Regions from separate parts of the Hordeum vulgare genome. Here region 1 is linked to region 2. A link is a contact called in public Hi-C data. All regions are on one chromosome and are shown on one strand. The core of a region is the stretch at or near the end of the contact, and the rest is flanking DNA. Distances in the headings are between cores, read along the strand shown.

Region 1 (6,803 bases), core at 1,351-3,850, 130 kb before region 2:
AGAATATACATATCAGTTCACTACTTCACTTAGCAGAAGAAGAAAAATACTGCCAAAGGCTAAACAAAGACACAAGTAAAGAGAATTATGTTGGTATTCATGAGTAGAACACAGCTAACTAACTCAATGCATGCAGAGACATGAGCTATCTAACCTTTCTAGCCACATCCATCCCACTGAGATCATCACGTGGATCTACAAAAAATAAACAACAGAGTAAATGCACTTTCCCATGTAAAGCATAAGTTAAGCAAAGTATATGCACCCTAGTCCTTAGCTAAAAACCAAATTATATGCACTTTTCGGATGTTTTCACAAAGAAAAGACAAACACAAAAATATAACTCAATTCAGTGAACTGTTTTTTTCTTTTCTGATTTCTTGTGTTTTTAGGGAAGTAGGTTAGGCCTATAGCTACGTTCCAAAACCTCATGCCTTGAGACAATCATAAGTGCACGTTTTAGATTCTGTTTCCAAAGTTTACTAATGAAAAGTAGAAAAAATAGCATGGGAGTACATCAGTATATTTCCATCGTATAGCCTAAGCTTTACCAATTTTCCATATACTCATCAAACAGCGGTCTGTTAGAAGAAATGAATATATTAATATGGCATAATACAGATAAATGTAGCAACATATTGCTTCAATCCGAATAAAATTATCCATTCTCCTTCCAACCCAATGATACAACTATCTTTTACTTATGTACCATAGCTTCCTGGAAATAAGCTTATATCAACGTAATTTTCTTCTCATTAACCAATGGTAAACAACTAGACATATATAAATATCGTGATGACAGATATGAGGTGAGTATACATCTTTTAGACCTGGTTCTGTATAACCAAGAGCCTTGGCAGTTTTCACAACTTCGCTAAATTTCTTTCCATCCTCCAGCTCACTCATCACATAGCCAAGTGTACCTACGATAGTGTATTAAGGAAGGAGTGTATTGTATTGTCATTTGTAAAACACTGCATTATCAAAACAAGCATGCTAAAATTTATGTACCACTCAGACTGCCAACGATTCGGGAAACTGGATCTCCAGATGCAATAATGCGGGTTACAGAAGCTATTACAGGCAAACCTGCTCCAACCTGGAAGTAAGAATTGCAAAGATTGGTGGATGTCCTTTGTAAAAATTGAAACATCAGGTATCAAATAAACAGTGAGAATAAGCAAATAAGATAATGTAATATACACGGTTTGACTCCTACAGTCCAGTCACAATAACTTTTTACACAAAATGAACATGCGTGATGAACAAACTATCAGAACACTTCACAAAAAGATGAGCAAATATACAATATGAAAAGAGCAAGAAATCAAGAAATAATTACTAATAACATGTGCATACTGTAGATTCAAATCTTATCTGACGGAAGTGGGACGTCAACTTTTTAAAATCCTCCTGCACAAAAAGCAAGCAAATCAGGTAAAGCACATATGAAACTTATCTCATTGGCTGAATATAAACCAGTGAATCTTATACATCACTTAGTAAGACTAGGAGTCGAGATGGCCTTACATAAGCACATGTAAGAGGTTTTTTGTTTGCCAAAACAACGCAGCATCCATGATCCACGGCATCCTTCAGCACACCAACAGTGTCATAAGTTGCAGAACAATCAACTATCACCAGACCTACAAAAAAGTGTTCAAGTGTAACACAAGCTGTAAAGAAGATCCATAGATCGAAAACAGGAAGTATCATCAAAATCATCACACAGAGGAAAGCTGGGATTTTCATTTTATGTTTTCTATTGATTTAAATAAATAATGTGGCAAGCATAATATATGGTGTGCGAGTGAAATGGGTTGGTGTGTTGTCTATGATATATGAGCAAGAGAGTGCAGAACTAACAAACCGGTTGTTCTTCCAAGCATGGTAGCGGCATCGATGACTTTCCCCATTGCCTCCGGCTTGTTAAACACCTGACAGTGCCCTGGATTTCCGCAACCAATCCAGTCATACATCAAATTCCGTTGCATGTACGGGAAGAAAAGTAGATTAAACTCCGATCGATGCCCGTATTTTTCACATAGTGCTCTGAAGAATGCCGCACCCACTTGCGCTGCAACATAAGGATCGATGCGGATGGAATGAAACTTTACATACCGCGAGCGAGCAGCGAGGACAGGGGCGAGCCGGCGGACTTGGCGGAGCAGAGGTCGTTGAGGAGCGCGTCATCGAGGCCGTTGGCGCGGACGTCGTCTGCGACGAGCAGCGAAGTGCTGTCGCCAACGCCCACCACCCGGATGGCGACGCCCTATAATCAGAAGCAGGTAAGCACGCATGAGCGCCGCCGAATCGGGGGAGGGGAAAGCGGCGGGTGGATGAACCTGACCTGGTTGGCGTGGAGCGGCCTGCAGGAGACGATGTGGCGGAGGAGGTGGCGGCCGACGCCGCCGCAGCCGAGGAGCACCACCGGCAGGACCGACCTCGCCTGCGCCTGCGGCATTTGGAAAGGCGGATCGGCTTCGATTCGTCTCGTCTCGTCTGGTCCAGAGAGGAGCTGCTGGAGTAGTGTTCCTAGCGCCGGCAGCAGAGTTTCTAGCTGCTCCGTTGGGGCTTCGGTCGTTTGGGCCGCCCGTACCACACCAACGTTGTCACCTACCGCTGACATATGTTGTCATGCCACTAAAAAAAACATATGTTGTGATTCTCCTTGAAAAAATCTATATCTATATCTATATCTATACTTCCATACCTACCTAATAATAAAGCGGCTATTGCTTCCGTCGGAAAACCTACCGCGGCATTTTTATAAAAAATCCCCTTAATTTTTGTTATTCAACCCGCGCTTCATCATTTATCTGCAACGCAAAAGAAAAAAACGATTCGCTGCAAAAATTATACCCGTACGCATTGCCTCCTCCCGTCGACCCTGGGCCACCCTGGCCCGTGCCCAGGCCGCCGCCACACCACTCGCCGCCGCGGCCGATCTCAACCGCCACCCCTGTCGATCTCAACACACCCGCCTCCGCGGCCGTACCTCTCCCCGCTCACTGCCCCCGTTGCGGCGCTCGAGAGCATCGCGTCGACCCTGGTCCACCCTGTCCTGTGCCCAGGCCGCTGCCACACCACTCGCCGCTGCGGCCGACCTCAACCACCACTGTTGTCGATCTCAAACCACCCGCCTCCACGGCCGTACCTCTGTCCGCTTGCTGCCCCCGTTTCGGCGCTCGAGCACAGCTTCTGGATCAAATCAACGCGACAGCTACAGTGAGTTGGGATGATGCGTCTGCTCGACGCAGAACGGCGGCAACACGGCGAAGCGAAGTACTTGCAGGTGGAGGCGGGCCTCCATGGCTCACACAGGGAACTCCGAGGTTATGGCGTGGCAACGGCGACTCCTTATGGCCAGATAGAGGCGCCTAACCCTTGCTCCTCTCATCGTATCCCCTCCTCCGGCAGGAACTCATCATCTGGTGAGATCCCCTCCCCATGCCTCTAACCGTGTGCCAAGCACCGGCAAGAAATTTTGTTTTGTGGGGATTTGTTTGCTGATGAATGAATGTATTGAATGTAAGATTGTATTGTTGTAGAGACAGAGAATGGAACACCACCTTCAGTTTGTCATCTGATCCCACATTCTCTACCCCATGAGTGAAATAAAATAACAGTACATTGATCAATTCACGTAGCCTCTATGTTTTGCTTTGCTTGTCCCGCTCAATTTCTCATCATGGTGGAATTAACAATGGACGGGTTGATTTCTCAACAAAATAGGATAGGACTGACTACGTTAGTTAGTTAGCTTATTATTTTAATAAATCAAAATGATTATAAAAAGATTAAAAACGCGTGGTATTTTTTCTCCCGTTGTAACGCACGGACCCTTTTGCTAGTACGGTAGTAATGCTATTTAGTGGACGATCGCTGGGATGGCATTTACCAACGTTTGTCATGGTATTTTATGTTGCGGGAATATTACAATGTCTTTCAGCGAACACGACAATTCTTCATAGCAAAATCCTTTTGTTGTAATAATTTGCCACGTACTCCCTCCGTTTATAAATAATTGTAGTTGCGAAGAACTAATCTAGTTCCCTCAACTACAATTATTTAGATACAGAAAAAGTATTTATAAATAAATTGTCATTTTATTCTAAAGGATTTGCCATAAAAAACATTTGCAAATATCATCCCCAGACAACATTCGCTGGCTAAATGGGTCTAATGATTATGTTGTGATTTTTGCTAAGAAAAAGAGGTGATTATAGCTACATTTTAACCATCCAATAAAATTTAGCTATAAAAACTATGAAAACCGAACCAATTTTTTTCCAGAAAATCCGAGCCAATTTTTTTACATGGTAAGAGGTGTCTCATTTTCATATAATAAAATCATAATACAAGTCACGTAACCATCAACCTCACAAACTGAAAAGACAATATAGAATACTAGTTTCTACACAAAGGAACACCGACCAAGAAATGTGGTTGAGGTGTCATCCTCCGACGGCGGGTGTAGCCACAACAACTCCCTACTGACATGGCGATTCCGATCAATGTTGGTCTCCTCATCATTGATTTCACATTTCGCGGCTATGGGATTGCTCAGCCTTAGGTCAGGGGACAAATCCATGTTCAGCTTGCCGGTGCCGGCAGCGGTGACGCCCGTGGGTGTCGTTTCCCTTCTTGGAGGCGATGTCATGGCCTTTAGTTGCGCCCCTCTTCGAGCTCAAGAGAAACCCTAGGTCCGGATCCCCTGGATCGGATGGCGATGACGTCTCGGCGTTGTCTTTCTTCTTGCCCGCTCGCGATGTCCTCGAAGTTGGCTTTGGATATGTTGGGCTTATTGTTGGTTGTATTGCCGCTCTTAGTTCGGGCTTGGTAGATTTAGATGTGTTATATCCTCTAATCGGGCCGAGCATCCGGGGACCATGTTCATGCTTGCATGCGTTCGTGTCATGTGTTGCATCACCATTGTATTCATTATATTCTTTCTATCAATCAATTAAATGATACGCAAGCTTTGCGTATTCGCAAAAAATAACACTGACCAATAAGGAAAATTGCAATTAAGATCGAAGAATTCCGTGAGCTTTATACCAATGTCCATCGCCCTGCCTCTGACACCACCATAAGAGCCACAAAGGAAATAATGACGGGTCACCTTCTCACCCGAACTTGACACAGCTCCATCATTGATATGCAACTTTACGGATCTTCAAGGTGGCTCACCAAAGGCGAAGCCATTTTTCGTTGAACGAATCAGACTGAGGCAACACCCTAGACACGTCATTGAACTCCAAATATAGCACCCTCGTACGAACAAGGCATCGGAGGAGTAAACCATACCTGCTAGCCACCAACCATGAACCCAACACATGATCCGTCTTTCAAATGGGTCGATACATGCCACTATCTGCATCTGCTCATGGACTATCTCCAAATCTCCGCACGGCGTTGGAGCAGACGCCGTCCCAATGGCGGAGCCCGAGGACACAAGTCCACCGCAAGGATGCCGCTGCCACAACATCTCTGCTTGAACAGATTAGTTCTCAAATTCATCGCCAAACCTAGACCTGATAGCCTCATCTCGAGAGAATCCAAAACTTCTTTATTCGGCGCCCTTGCCGCCAAAGCCAAAACATCGAACAACGAAAAAACTAAGATATTCTATACCTAATATTAAAGAGATGATTGTTTTTCTAAAAATCATTTACGATGGGATCAGATTTTTCGTCCGTAAGCACCTAGGCGTTTTCTCACAATGCCAACCACTAGACTAAACAAGATCTGATGTTCAATTGGCAGCACGACATATTAAATTGAGCTAACAGCCGCGCCAGATACCGAAAGCAAAAGAAAAAGAATTCTTTGGAAAAAGTGAATATATTTTAGAACGCAAATATTTTGCAAAATTGTGAACAAAAAATTAAAACTCAAATATTTTTTCCAAAAAAAATTATTTATTTATTTTTAAACCTGAATGTTTTCTAAATACGTTTTTTGAAAACTAGGAATACTGTAGTGATTTTTTTTAAATTGCATACATTTTTAGAAACACAAGCATTTTTTAAAAAATTGAATTTGAAAAGGCAAGCGTCTTTCAAAACATGAAATTTGTTTGAAAACTGGAAGGTATGTATCTACATTTTTTTCAAATCTATACCTACTAATGAAATTCGGTCAATTTCTTAAATATGACCGCGGATCCATTGTTTTAGTTCAATTTATTAAACTAGGGGTATGAAAGGAATACTTTTCTCCGTCACGTCTTCACATACGAGCAGCCTTGCTCGGCTAGTGACACCCGCCACAATGCATGTGATGTCCAACTAAGGTTTCATGGACTATCTCACACAAACTACTCAATTTATAGGATAATATGAACATATATTACGTGTAGTGATTTTCCCTATTATATCACTCGGATGAAAAAAAAACTTTCTTCGATGCCCTTGATCTCACCGGACATAAAGGAGGCTCTACGATCCATCTATTGGACTTGAACAACCTTGATTAGTGACAATTGGTATTACAATCACAAGCGACAAGGACGGCAAAAAGGACAAGCGGAAACATGGGTGTGATGTGATATTGAAATGAAGGCACTTAAGGATGAGGTATTAGTCATGTTTATTTGTTAATGGCATGAGGTGTCAGGTCTTTAGCCATGCTCAATGGGTAAGGACATGTGTGGATGGGTGGGGGTGTTTTCTCCCGTGCACCGATGCTACATACATACATACATACATACATGAGTGAAAAACGAGTCAATTTACTACGGGTGCGTTTGGTTGCAAAGGTGGCTATGAATGGGTTGGGATGGTTCAAAAAATAGACAT
Region 2 (7,655 bases), core at 1,036-3,535:
GCAGAGAGTGTAGACCAAGCTTATCTGTTATTTCAGCAGCATTCATGGCATTGGGAAGATCTTGCTTGTTAGCAAAAACAAGCAATACAGCATTGCGCAGCTCGTCCTAGTGACAGTTAGCAAACATTACTGAGGGAATCCGGTAAAAAAACATTACTGTGGGAACTGACTTCACAGGCAGACATAGATAAAATTCCGAAGAATGATTTACCATTGTAAGGTGAAAAAAGTAAATGATAATATAGGCTTATTAGTTATTAGTGGTGTAAAATCAAGTTCTCAAAATCACCATATGTAAAGCATACAAAGTATTCTAGTTGCCGGGACACAGCATTATTGATATCCACAAGGTGTACCATGTGCAATAAGATAAGATTCTTCATGCTGTAAAATTTTATACATCACTCTGAATGTAATGTTCAATACTTCTATAATATACCTGTTTCAAAAATTAGATTGTGTGTCTACAGAAGATAACAAAATCCAAGATTTCAACAAGTACATATGGCACTTGCCTCATTCAGCATCCTGTGGAGCTCATCTCTTGCCTCAGCAATACGGTCTCTGTCGTTGCTGTCAACAACAAAGATAAGGCCCTGAGTGTTCTGGAAGTAGTGCCTCCACAAAGGCCTTATCTGTTTTGAAAATGGCATACATAAATCATCAGCTTGTCTTTGCATAAATATACTTATCATCTTAAGAGCATGTTTGGCTGACCCCAAAACTTAGCCACACTTTTATGCCACAACTGTGGCTGCGACCAAACCCTTGCCACAATTTGCTACACTCCTGGCACAAAAATGTGGCAAAGTGTGGATGGCAACCAAACATGTCCCAAGACTTTTGTCAAGGAAACATTTTAGTAACTGCAATCAGGTGATTATATTCATGTGACGACAAACAAGGAAATAACAAGCAAAGAGTGATCCAAGAAGAAGAAAAGAGCGAAACCCTCACCTTGTCCTGGCCCCCGACATCCCAAACAGTGAAGCTGATGTTCTTATACTCTACTGTCTCCACGTTGAACCCTTGTGTAAACAAAAGCAAAACGATATCATCAGCCATATGTAATCCTTACTTCTGCCTCCCAACCAAAACAAGAAAAACCAATGAGTAAGCAACCACAACGTTAACCCCTAGATCATACATGGATTGACAAAAAACTACCTCCAAATCAAAATATAAGATGTTTTTGTAGGCTAAACTAGAACGTCTTATATCTTGGTACGGAGGTAATAAAAAAGGAAGGTATAAGCATCCTTGAATTGGCAAGTATTTCACCACTTTTTTCCCAAAGGGAGGTAGGAAGTATTCCACCCTAACAGAAGTAACATCTGAAATAGACAATTTGATGACAAGAGTACAAGACTGTTGCAGTGAAGCCATATTGCAATAGAAGGCCCCTAACTGGATCGCTGCCAATGGTTTGGATTTGAAATCACAATTGTTAATTTTCCCTACTTATTATTCTGGCAAACCTAAACATGTTCAACGATATATATATATATATATATTATTATTATTTTTGAAAACGACGATACGGATTCTAGGACAACCTATGGTAGCAACTTAGGCTGCTGAACCTAACAAAATTAGCTCTAACCGAACGAGAGTATCTCAAAATCTTTGATTCCACGTACGCAGCAGACACCCACGGACAAACGAAGCAGTAGCTAAACGATAGGGGACTGAACTGGCACAAGTACAAAATCAATTGTTCCAAGTACAGAATCCAATTGGTACCAGGCTACCAGCACAAAAATCTAACACTCTAGATTAGACAGAAGTGAAAGAAAGCATATGAATAATTCAGAGTTCTAATTTTTCTTATGCCACCAACGGCGGAAGCAATTCATGCGAGCCAGGCCAGCCCTTGCACCCACCGCATACACGATTTGGGCGTATGACCGTGAGCGCGACAGGAAGAAACTGGAGCAGAAAATAGCAGCGCGGTGAATAGCGTCGGTACCGATGGTGGGGATGGTGGTGACGATCTCGCCGAGCTTGAGCTTGTACAGGATGGTGGTCTTCCCGGCGGCGTCGAGCCCGACCATCAGGATCCGCATCTCCTTCTTGGCGAACAGCGCCCCGAACAGCGTCCCGAACGACAGCCCCATCGATCTCCCTACCAAACTTCTCCTCCACCGCCGCCTCCTCCCCTCTCTTCTCCTCTTCTCTCCTCGGGTTGAATCGCCCAAAGCACAAGCGAGTAGAGGTTAGGGAGGCGCAGAGGGAGGTGTGGTTGCCTACTTGCCTTTGGAGAAGAAGAGGAGAGCGTGCGTCCTACGCGAGGCGGAGGGATTCGTTTTGGCTGACGTCTGGTGGGCCCAGCATGTAAGCGAGATGTGAGAGGGCTCCCTCCGTGATGGGTTTGTGGGACCAAGTTGTCACTGAATTAGGGCGGCGGGAAGATGCAATGGCATGGAGTATAGCATGGCCACGTTGTAACCGTTAGTATTTTTTTCGTGACAGTATCATTTCATAACTTAATTGTTGCAAAACGATGCAAGTACCGTATAAACACACGTTGAAACTGTATCTGATCGCACAACCCTACTTGTTAGGTGACACGTTGGCCAACCGACAAATGTCGCGCCGCTGGCTAGGACGAGGTCGGCTTGGTTAGTCTAAGTGGTTGGTTCGGTTTGAACCGAGCCGCACGCCTCACTCTCGCTCTCCCTCGAACCATAGATCGAGCTCTCACCCTCCTCTCTCCAATTTGCCATCGACCGTTGACACCGCCATCGCCGTTGTTTCATGTTGTACGGGGACGAGGGCAGCGACAACTACTCTAGCCTGCAGTACATCAACTCCGCGGACGACGGCATGCAATACCAAGTCAGTGATGGAACTAGGGTTAGGGTTACGTTTTCGGTAGTTTAGGTATTCAAATTGATTTGGGGATTTTGGTTCATTTTGCTTTTTGTAGATCCGTGCTAGCATTGAAGACCAAGAGTACATGGGCATTGAGATAACACCTGTTGTTCCTTGCGAGCACCATCGTCTACCAGCTGAGATTTTACACGTGCACAAGGTTCTTAGTATGTGCTCAGAAAGTAAGATTCTACCCAATCTCTCTTAATTGTATTAAAATTGGCAGTAGCACATGCTTCTATTTCAGATCGAGTGTTGAAAGCACAACTTCTTCTTATGTGATTTTGGTAATTAACAACAACATATAGCTCATCGAACTATGAGTCTATCAAGTATATTTTAGAAAAAAGTCCAATGGCTGAGTTGGCTAGGACTGTGAGGAGGATTCCCTAGATGCAAGGAACATCATCTCGCAAGAGCTTCAAGACTCTATATTTTATTTTATGTGAGAAATCACAATTGAGTCCATACGAAGGTGAGTACTATTACAAAAAGGATGAAGTATTGATAATGATCTGGTTGCCTAAAGTGCTTAGAGATTAACCATTAAAAACCTCAGTCAAACTCTCACAAAAGATTTTGTCCAAAACCCAAATGTCAAATTCGGTGTCACCAACAAATCTCTATCTGCCCCACCGAGTTCCACCTTAGACAGAACCCAAGCCAAACCCTAGCAATTCGGTGCAACCATCTTTTGGTTCGATACAACCGAAAAGAAGTGACCACCTTGCCGGTGTCTAATTGTCAAAAATCAAAATTTCCAAATTTTGCGTTTCGGTGCCACCGAGTTAGTGGAACTGCCTAGGTCTACCGAATTGGACTCACCGAGTTGTTTTGTATCAGTCTCACCAAAACGCCAAAAGTTAGGACATTTTGCACTAGTCAATTTAACCGAGTGTATACTCGGTTCCACCGAGTTGGGCAATAATGTTGTAACGGTTGGATTTTTGGAGATGGCTACATATACCCCTTCATCTCACTCTCATTCGCATAGAGAGCACTCAAAACAAGCAAACACTTCCACCATTCATTTTCTGAGAGAGAACCACCTACCCATGTGTTGATATCAAGATCTCCCACTCCAACCATATGAATCTTGATTTCTAGCCTCCCCAAGTAGCTTTCCACCCGACCAATATCTTCCGTCAAGCCAAATTCTATGAGAGAGTGATTGAGTGTTGATGAGACTATCTCTTGAAGCACTAGAGCAAGGAGTTTGTCATCCATACCACATATATTACCTTTTGGAGAGTAATGTCTCCTAGATTGGTTAGGTGTCGATTGGGAGCCTCCAATTCGCGTGTAGTTGAACCAAGAAGTTTGTAAGGGCAAGGTGATCACCTACTTCGTGAAGATCCACCCCGAGTGAGGCTAGTCCTTTATGGACGCAAGCCATGGTGGAATAGACAAGGTTGCTTCTCCGTGGACCTTTCGTAGGTGGAGCCCTTCATGGACTCGCGCAGTCATTACCCTCTGTGGGCTGAAGTCTCCATCAACTTGGACGTACGATAGCACCAAATATCGAAACCACGCCAAAAATCTCCATGTCTTCATTGCATTTGATCTTCCTATCCCTATCATGTACTTACACTTGCATGTATTTACTTTTCGCCACTATACTCGTAGACTTGCATGCTTAGGGTGTGCTAGACATGGTAAAACTGCTAAAACTTGTCAATCGATAAAATTGGGAAAAGGTTAAGTTTTTATTTGGTCAAGTAGTCTAGTCACCCCTCTAGACATACTTTCGATCTACAAGCACTACACGAATCAGCTTCTTTGCCGTCCGCCATAGCGGACGATAAAGGACCACTTCACGGACGACCGACAAAATTTTTGCGCCTCCTAGGGCCGATAAAGAGCTTCTTTGCCGTCTGCCGCCATGTAGCGGACGACAAAGATCTTTGCTGTCAGCTGAAGCCCCGAGCAGACGACAAAATGTGGTCAACATCAGCAGCGAGGTACTTACTCCGTTAGGCTGCTAACGGAGCATTTGTCGTCTGCTAGGAGGCGGCCCTTTGCCGTTTGCCGGTGGGCGACCCTTTGTCGTCCACCAGTGGGTGGCCCTTTGTCGTCTGCCAGGCGGCGGCCACACTTGCCAGGGGGCAGCCCTTTGCCGTCCGCCATGCTCCGGCCCTTTGCCGTCTGCCAGGGGGGCCTTTGCCGTGTGCCACCGGGCGACCCTTTGCCGTCCACCATGCTCGGGCCCTTTGCCGTGTGCCGTGGGCTGTAGCATATGGCAAAGTGGCCATATCAGTCAGACGGCTACTCCCAGGTTGCACAGGTGGCTGCCACGTGGCCCCTTTGCCATCAGCTCGCACGCGACAAAGGCCTTTGTCGTCTGCTGACAGACGACAAAATGATTGTATTGCACTTTTTTGTTTGTTTTCACTTATTTCTCTGCATTTCCAAATACATATATGATATATATAATTTCAAACACCATATATAGTTCCAGACATCATATAAGAAGCATAGGCCATGTATCCAACACCATCGTGAAAATATTGAGCAAGACAACAAATATTTTCACACAGTTCATCCATATATACACATAGTTTGAAACATCGCACTGTTCATCCATACAAATCGAAACAAAATGAAAAGCATAGCAACGCATTTCCGCCACCTTCCATGAAGTGAAAAAAAATCTGCAAAATGAGAATAAGAAAGTTAGAAGGAGAAGAAGAAGAAGAAGACTAGAAGAAGAAGAAAATAATAATAAGAAGAAGAAAGAGAAGGAAAATAATAAGAAGAAATAAAGAAAAAGCTCATTCTTCTTCTTATATTCTTTCTTTTTCTCCTCTTTCCTCTTCTATTCATTACTTTTATTTTCATGCCATTTTTGAGCTTATTATGTCATTTTGGAGGAACATAAGCTAACTATATGACATTTATGAGCTAACCAAGGTTCTTATGCTATTTTTGACCTAACTAAGATAATTATGTCATAAATGAAATAAATAAGCTAATTATGTTGTTTTTGAGAATAATTAACTAAGAAGAAGGAGGGGGAGGAGGAGGAGAATAAGAATAAGAATAAGAATAAGAATAAGAAGAAGAAGAAGAAGAAGAAGAAGAAGAAGAAGAAGAAGAAGAAGAAGAAGAAGGAGGAGGAGGAGGAGGAGGAGGAGGAGGAGGAGAAGAAGAAGAAGAAGAAGAAGAAGAAAAAGAAGAAGAAGAAGAATAAGAAGGGGGAGGAGGAGGAGGAGGAGAAGGAGGAGGAGAAGAAGAAGAAGAAGAAGAAGAATAAGAAAGAGAAGAAGGAAAAGAAGAAGAAGAAGGAGAACAACAACAACAACAACAACAACAACAACAACAACAAGGAGAAGAAGGAGGAGGAGGATAAGAAGAAGTAGAAGAAGAAGAAGAAGAAGAAGAAGAAGAAGAAGAAGATTGAGAAGAAGAAGAATGAGAAGAAGAAGGAGGAGGAGGAGGAGGAGAAGGAGGAGAAGAAGAAGAAGGAGAAGGAGAAGAAGAAGGAGAAGAAGAAGAAGGAGAATAATAATAATATTATTAATAATAGTAATAATAATAATAATAATAATAATAAGGAGAAGAAGAAGAAGAAGAAGAAGGACAAGACAAAGGAGAAGACGAAGAAGAAGAAAAGGAGAAGGAGAAGAAGAAGAAGAAGAATAAGAAGGAGAAGAACATAAGCTAACTATATGAAATTTATGAGCTAACCAAGGTTCTTATGCTATTTTTGACCTAACTAAGCTAATTATGTCATAAATGAACTAAATAAACTAATTATGTCATTTTTGAGGATAATTAGCTAAGTATGTCTTTCTTGGGGAAAATAAGATAAGTATGTGGTATAATAGGGCTAACTAGCATGTACGAAGCTAAGTATGCATTTGTTAAGCATAATACTAGAGAAAACTTACCATCGTTGTCATCATGGATGTGAATCACCGGGGTTGCTCCGGGCGTGTGCACCTGTAGAAGGTTGCCTTGGAGAAGGGTTGTGCGATGCGTCTCAGGAGTTATTCTACACCAAAGATATTTTTCAATGTCTTGTTAGCATGTTGACACTCAAATGTTAATACTAGCAACTAATGACCATTCAAACAAAACTCACCATTGAAACCGCAAACATTACTGGCATCAGCGGAGGGGTGTGACCGGTCTTCTCACACACAGACTCCGCATTTGGTTTTGAAGAGTTAGTCATATTAGTTAGTAATGAAACGAACATTACATGCATGATTTGGCTAATGTGAAAAAGAAACTTACTACAAGGAGCTCGTACATGGCCCGGTGAGCCGCCTCATTTCGTGCCCTCTCCTCCTCCAACAACCAAGTCGTCTTCTCCTCCGCGGACCGAGTTGTCTCCTCCGCTACCCGGTCCCTCTCGTGCAGAAGCTCCTGAATAGCAGACTCGGTTGTTGCTCTCTCTTTCTGAAGAGCAACCTGCAACACCACTACTCGTTAGCATTGTAATCATCGATGACCACACACATAATGTAATGGATGAAAGTTTTCTGAGTCCGTATAAATAACCTCGATGGCGAGATCGATTGGCCGTGGACAAGGCCTTATCTCAGGACAGGAGCTCGTCTGGTGTGCCTTGATCTCCGGGAGAATGAGAGGAGAACGTATCAGCCCATCACCAATGGTTATCGAGCCATGAGGCCTCCCTCCACAGATATCATCACCAGCTCTGGATCCAAAGGTTCCTGGCTCCGGTTAAAGTCCTCCCATTTCCTTGCCTTCCCCTCCTCCTTGTATCTCACGAGCTTGTTGTGGGAGGAGATGTTGGTGAACTTCTCTGAATG

Evidence for each region. Hi-C and Micro-C count contacts between places; a contact is called where the count stands out from the background.
Region 1: a contact with region 2 is called in a Hi-C map of leaf, with 2.6 times the contacts expected there. The contact joins the promoter of LOC123395219 here to the promoter of LOC123395716 in region 2. A contact is called at or near these places in 3 of 6 Hi-C or Micro-C datasets (leaf and seedling) and 1 of 1 datasets of contacts at active chromatin or transcription factors (embryo).

Annotation. Positions count from the first base shown.
Region 1 is chr5H:314,568,773-314,575,575 of MorexV3_pseudomolecules_assembly, reverse strand. LOC123395219 (bifunctional aspartokinase/homoserine dehydrogenase 1) reads right to left here and starts at 2,600. Exons shown (of 12, transcript XM_045090170.1): 1 at 2,351-2,600; 2 at 2,122-2,272; 3 at 1,871-1,948; 4 at 1,531-1,646; 5 at 1,360-1,413; 6 at 1,012-1,099; 7 at 831-923; 8 at 155-195. The coding sequence starts at 2,464.
Region 2 is chr5H:314,437,006-314,444,660 of MorexV3_pseudomolecules_assembly, reverse strand. It overlaps LOC123395716 (ADP-ribosylation factor 1-like), which reads right to left and starts at 2,285. Exons shown (of 6, transcript XM_045090745.1): 1 at 1,970-2,285; 2 at 958-1,028; 3 at 516-635; 4 at 1-106. The coding sequence starts at 2,117.